Linked DNA regions of Drosophila melanogaster: region 2 is linked to region 1. The links are chromatin contacts, called in public Hi-C maps. All regions are on one chromosome and are shown on one strand. Each heading gives the region's core, a stretch centred on a gene start, on an enhancer-like site or on the middle of the called end of the contact. The rest is flanking DNA. Distances are from core to core; before and after follow the strand shown.

Region 1 (2,713 bases), core at 66-2,565:
TCCAAACCACTTACAATAAATACATTTTTATGCTAATCACTGGTGGCGCTCGTTTTGTGTCTGTCTGTCCCGCCTATTGGGAAAAAAAAACAATACTCGTATGTGTGTCATGCTAAATAGTTCAAGTTCGTCGCGGAACCCAGAGTTGTGTCATCCGGAATAAGAGATCATTGGGTTACCGATCTCGAATGGGATGTGCATCAGCTGATGGGCAATGGTCATGTGAATGGTAAGCGGCTGTTAGGATCATGTCACCGAATAGAACTAATCAAATTGTTAACTGCATTCCTGGGCCTCAAATAGCAATGTAATAATTATAATACTACATATCCCAACAAGAGGGTCGAACTCACCTTGGCATTGGTCAGCAGCGGTGCGTGGCAGGCGGCGAGGACGAAGGTCACGGCAAGGAGGCGCAGGAGCAACGATCCTCCCGCTTGACCTCTCCGCCCGCTTCTGATTCCGACCGAGGTCGCGATCGCGGACGCTTGGGATCCCGGCGATCCCATCATCTCTTTTCCGGGTAACGGCGGTTTTGGTTTCTTTTGGCAGCTATTTAGGTTTGGCTTAGGTACTTTGTGAAGGCAGTTTCGGTTCGTTTTGTTTAGTTTGGCTTTAAACGGCTGGCAGGTTGTGGTTACGGCTATGGCACTGCACGGAGAAAAAAAGCCCCAGACATTAATTCGCAATTGAGCAACAATTAAGCGTTAGACAGAGACAGAGATAGAGAGCATCCTGATATTATGTTTCTGGGGATTTTTTTCTCCGCGCACGGAAAAAGGGGAAGCAAATCGGTGATTTGACATCAGCAAAATTTTTTGGCTTTGGTGAAACCAAATCCGAATTAAAAACCAGAGAAACCGTCATGTTTCAGAAGTTTCTTCGAAAAATCCGAATGATCCCCTTTGATCATCTGTTCGCTCCTGGACGAGCCGATATTTGTTTCCCCTCTTTCTGTTCGCTTTTCCGCCTTTTCGCTTTATTTTCTTGTTTCATTCCTTATTCTTTAGTTTCGTTTCACACGCGATGGACACTATTCGTATTCGTTGCGAGTATGGGTTCCTTTTTGGGATCACACTAGTTAATGAATGAAAAAAAAGGAGCAGGGCTTGGGTTTTTGTTTAAACGTTGAACCGATATCACCAGGATATCTTGTCGGGGATTTTCAAAATTTCGGCACTTCGAGGATGTGAGAGCACTCAAAAAAAAAAAAAGACAAACGCTCCCCACAAGAGAGTCAGAGTCACACAGAAAACAAAGGGACAGCACACCGTGGAATGTGCGACCGCCTGGAACGATGGCGCGCAACCTAATGTCTAAGAACCGTTGCTGCGATTCCCATCGCTGCCTCTGCTCTGCCGGCGTCGCCCGAAGACGCACGAAGGCCGAAAGCGCGACGGAGCCGAAGCGATTTGCGTGCTCTTGTTATTGTTTAACGGCGCTTAATGGCCATTGCAAGCCTGTTGCGTCGATGCACCGCACTCTCTCTCTCCCTTACCCTCTCCCTCTATCCCTCTCTCGCTCACATGCGTGGGTGTCCGCTTACGCAGAGTTAGCTGCGCCTGCTCTCTCTCCTCTCGCTCTGCCTGTCCATCCTTATTTGCGGAGCGTAGTCGCGATTTAGCCAGTCGGCTAAAGCAGCATTTAAGGCCGTAACGATAGAAAAAAAAAAGTAACTATCACTTTAGTTGGATAGTAAGCCCCCCCTCCCCCATTTTTTTTTACTCAACACCCGCCCAAGTGGCTCTCGCTCTCTGGGTCAACTGATAAACAAGTGAAAACCGTTGCTCCTTGCTCTCTTTTCACCTTTCGTTGTTGCTGCGGCAGCCGGTTTGCAAATTATCCCACTCACTCCCACGAAAAGCGGCGCTCTCCTCGCACATTTTTTTATTGAAGTTCTTTGAATTTGACACTCAAAAAAAAAGGAGAGTCCAATAAAATGCTGATGCAATTCGCGTAGGAAAGCCAAACACCAGTGAAAACGTATTTGAAACACGAACTTTATAGCCTTTACTCGCTGTTCCTACGAATATTAGTGTTTATGGACAATTAATTCTTGGCGCACCTAAAACATACATACAACCATGTGAGCAAATCATCTTAAATGTGCAGTCATCGGTCTAAAATTGATGCAAAGCACTATTTTAAATATTCAACACAATACAAGTTTGGCAGGACGGACATCCATGTGATATTAGCATTTCGGGCTCGTCGGCTTTGGCGGTTAAGTCGGTTTGTCAACTGGCCATAGGACCGGCCACAATCCGTGACCTTCAGCCGATTTAGCCACCACCCCCCCCCCCCCTGTCAACACCACCAAAAAGGCGGCTTCCCATTGGCGCCTGACCCAATGACATCCGAAAATGACGCATGCGTGAGGGTGAATTACCGGACTTGGATGCCGACGCCCCACATGGAGGACCAATGGACACGTTGCGATTTTTTAGGGCCCCATCTCCTGGAATAATTGGCCCATTCCTCAGGTTCGTTTCCCTGTTCCTCCCCTTTTTCGCCTTTGCTAATGTAAAATATATTTAATATTTAAATGGTGAACGCTCACAAGTGGCCACAGCTTCCGTTCGCAGATAAGAAAAGGTACTAAAAATACACGCAGAAAATTGTTGAATACGCTATTGAAAATAATGGCAATGGTCTGTATACACTTGGAGAAATTAGCTAGATAGACACCAAATACACAAATACGTGCTTAATA
Region 2 (2,700 bases), core at 159-2,658, 220 kb before region 1:
GCATGCAAATTTCATGATCTAGATTCCGAGTGCATGTGTCATTGTTCGTGGGCCCCAAGTGAATCCGATAAATCCATCTTAAATGTGTATTTATTCCACGGGACCTTCATGCACTTCTCGCCCCATTTCTTTTCACATTCCATTCGCTTCAGTTCAGAGTTGGCTTTTCTTTTTCGCTTTTCTCGTGCACTGCGTTTCCCCTGGGAGGTCGAGCTCCGTTGTTGTTGCTGTTGTTGTTGTTGTTGGGCTCGAGTGGCTCGATTTGTTTTCAAATTTGAAATGGTAAAAAGATTGATGTAATTATTGCCACCCTTAAATTGACGATGGTAGCGACAAATTCAATGAGTTCTCCCCGTATTCCAAATTCGTTGGCGTATTGTTGTATATTCGTGTGTTTTTATTTACAAGCATTGTGTTAACATTATTCTTTTCTGGCTCCCCACATATATCTAAAAATATATACAGCATAAACCTACTAAAAACCCACCAAAAACAAAAAAAAAAAAACCTCCCAGAGAAAGTGAGTCAGTTGCTTGGGGATAGATGATTGCTTTCACCTGGGGGTTGGACGAATGCAGGTATCGCCGCACTGAAATCCCCGAAATTATTTGGCTCTGTGTACGTACACCTTTCCCACTTTTCGAGTTTATTTCCATTTGTGTGTCCCCTCGCTACGCTTCCTTCCTTTTTTTTTTTTTTGCCGCTGTGCCGGCCTTTTTATCTTTTGTAAAACGAGTTCTTTAAACACAAAACAGAATTCAAGACACGTCAAATTGATTTTCATCCATTTCATTTGCAACACGAGGAAAAGTAAGCCGAGTTACTGGAAATACCATCCCGATTTTCCATTCATTTCGTATGTTTTTTTTTCTTTTTTTTTTGGGGTGGTGCCTAGTTTTGCATGGCTCTCAAGCAAGTGGGCGTGGCCGCCGTGGAATCAATCGGCGCGATAAAGGTGAAATGGCGAATAGCTCTATATCTTGTTATTATGGTAAAACCAAAGGATTATTGGTATTAGACTCGTCGCGCAAGTACACATGTACATATGTATGTGAGTACTTTTCCGCCAGGATGTTACTGTTTCGGTTTCGGTGTCTACAGCTCCCCGGGTCTCCTCCACTTGCTCCCTGCTCGCCAAACGCCATCTCCTTTGGGCTGAAGTACAGTGAGGCTTGCAGGGCAGTTCCAATTAGGCGTATTTATTTCTATGGATTTTTGGGGTTATTAAGAAGCTGTGCGTGTTTGAAAAAACAAAACATTCGCACTTACTTACACAACATTCCGCACAGGCAGTCCTTACTGTACCGTACTGTTCTTGGCCTTCTTGTTGCGCTTCTTGATGTGGCTGTTGCTTTTGCTTTTTTGCTGCCTTGAACGTGCGAACGAAAGATTTTGGTAGCAACTCCCATGGCAACTTGTTGTTGGCCTTTGTCTGCCAACATTACACACACACACACACATGCTCATCGATGTGCGCGTGTGTGTGTATCCATTGCGAGGTTGGTGTTTTTGTTCACATCTTTCAGCTGTTCAAAGATTGTTAAATATCAAAGGCGAACCTCAACGGGGGAACTCTGTTTTCCTTGTTTCCTATTGAAGATAAAGCTGAATTTGTTTACTTATCCGTCTGACGACGGTTGGGGCAACACATGCACATCTCTCGAGAATGGGGATGATGAGTCTAGGGCGGAGGATGTCGGTTTGGTACTCGGTGGGGTGAAAAAAAAAAAACAAACCAAATTCACTGGAGCTGGAGCTGGAATATTGACGAAAGTTGGGGCCGCAAGGGGAACAATGGCTGGCATGGTCTAATTGCTTTCTTTGGAAACCTAAGTCGAGTTGACCATTTTGCTAATAAAATTATTTGCAATTTTAGCTCCTAACTGGGATCGGTAAATCAAAGAGTCGAATGGCTTCTTGCCTTCTTGAATGCGAAATGGGACACTGCCCAGTTGTGTAGGATGTGGAAATCGAAGTTGCACCATATGGCTAAGCCAATGCTGACTTGACTGCCTCCTTGGTCCCTTCAGACTCGGGTTCCGTTCCCATTGCCATTTCCTTATCGTCGTCATACGGGCATCATCGTTCATGCGACGAAATACCGAACTATTCCCTGGAGTTCTGAAATCCTGAGTCTTATCGGTGGCACGCCCACATGAAGGCAAGAACACATTTCAATTGCGCTTGAAAAAAAATATCAGCTTGGAATGTAATTAATTTCTGAATCAAAGGAGTCTGTGAGTGCAATACTTTTGGATCTATGTAAGTCTGCTGATTCTACATTTTGGAAAACGTGTGTGTGTGTGTGTGTGTGTGTGCGAAGAAAAACCAGTAAAGAAAATGCAATGGCAGGGAATATGGGAATATGTTGTGGAAAAGGCAGGTGTGCGGCATCGAGGTTAGAGGAAACTATTTTACAAAACCCTCTTTCATCCATCTCACATTTATGGTTCTTTCCCTAACTCAAAATCCCAAGGAATTTCAACATAATTGAGTGACATTCGAGTTTGGCGACCAAACTTCTTGACGCAATTTCGTAACCCGTAACGCAAACTTTGAACTTTCCTGACTGGACTTTCTTCACAACTTTCGGGACATCCGTTTCCTTTTAGTGGAGAATTACTTGCAGATGGTTAATATTTAATAGAAATTAATTGTTTTCCGGCTAAAGATCAAAAGCGCTTGTTAGCCGCTTTAGAT

The links. A called contact is a pair of places that touch in the nucleus more often than the background predicts.
Region 2: a contact with region 1 is called in a Hi-C map of the Kc167 cell line, with 1.7 times the contacts expected there. The contact joins the promoter of lncRNA:CR34052 here to the promoter of trol in region 1. A contact is called at or near these places in 7 of 107 Hi-C or Micro-C datasets (the D17-c3 cell line, the Kc167 cell line and eye imaginal disc).

Annotation. Positions count from the first base shown.
Region 1 is chrX:2,544,112-2,546,824 of dm6, forward strand. It overlaps trol (terribly reduced optic lobes), which reads right to left and starts at 1,316. Exons shown (of 38, transcript NM_001297896.2): 1 at 1,272-1,316; 2 at 354-651. The coding sequence starts at 512. It overlaps mir-4955 (mir-4955 stem loop), which reads right to left and starts at 797; the gene lies at 629-797.
Region 2 is chrX:2,320,856-2,323,555 of dm6, forward strand. It overlaps lncRNA:CR34052 (long non-coding RNA:CR34052), which reads right to left and starts at 1,409. Exons shown (of 2, transcript NR_047740.1): 1 at 1,274-1,409; 2 at 903-1,205. The region is part of intron 2 of Raf (Raf oncogene); the gene reads left to right.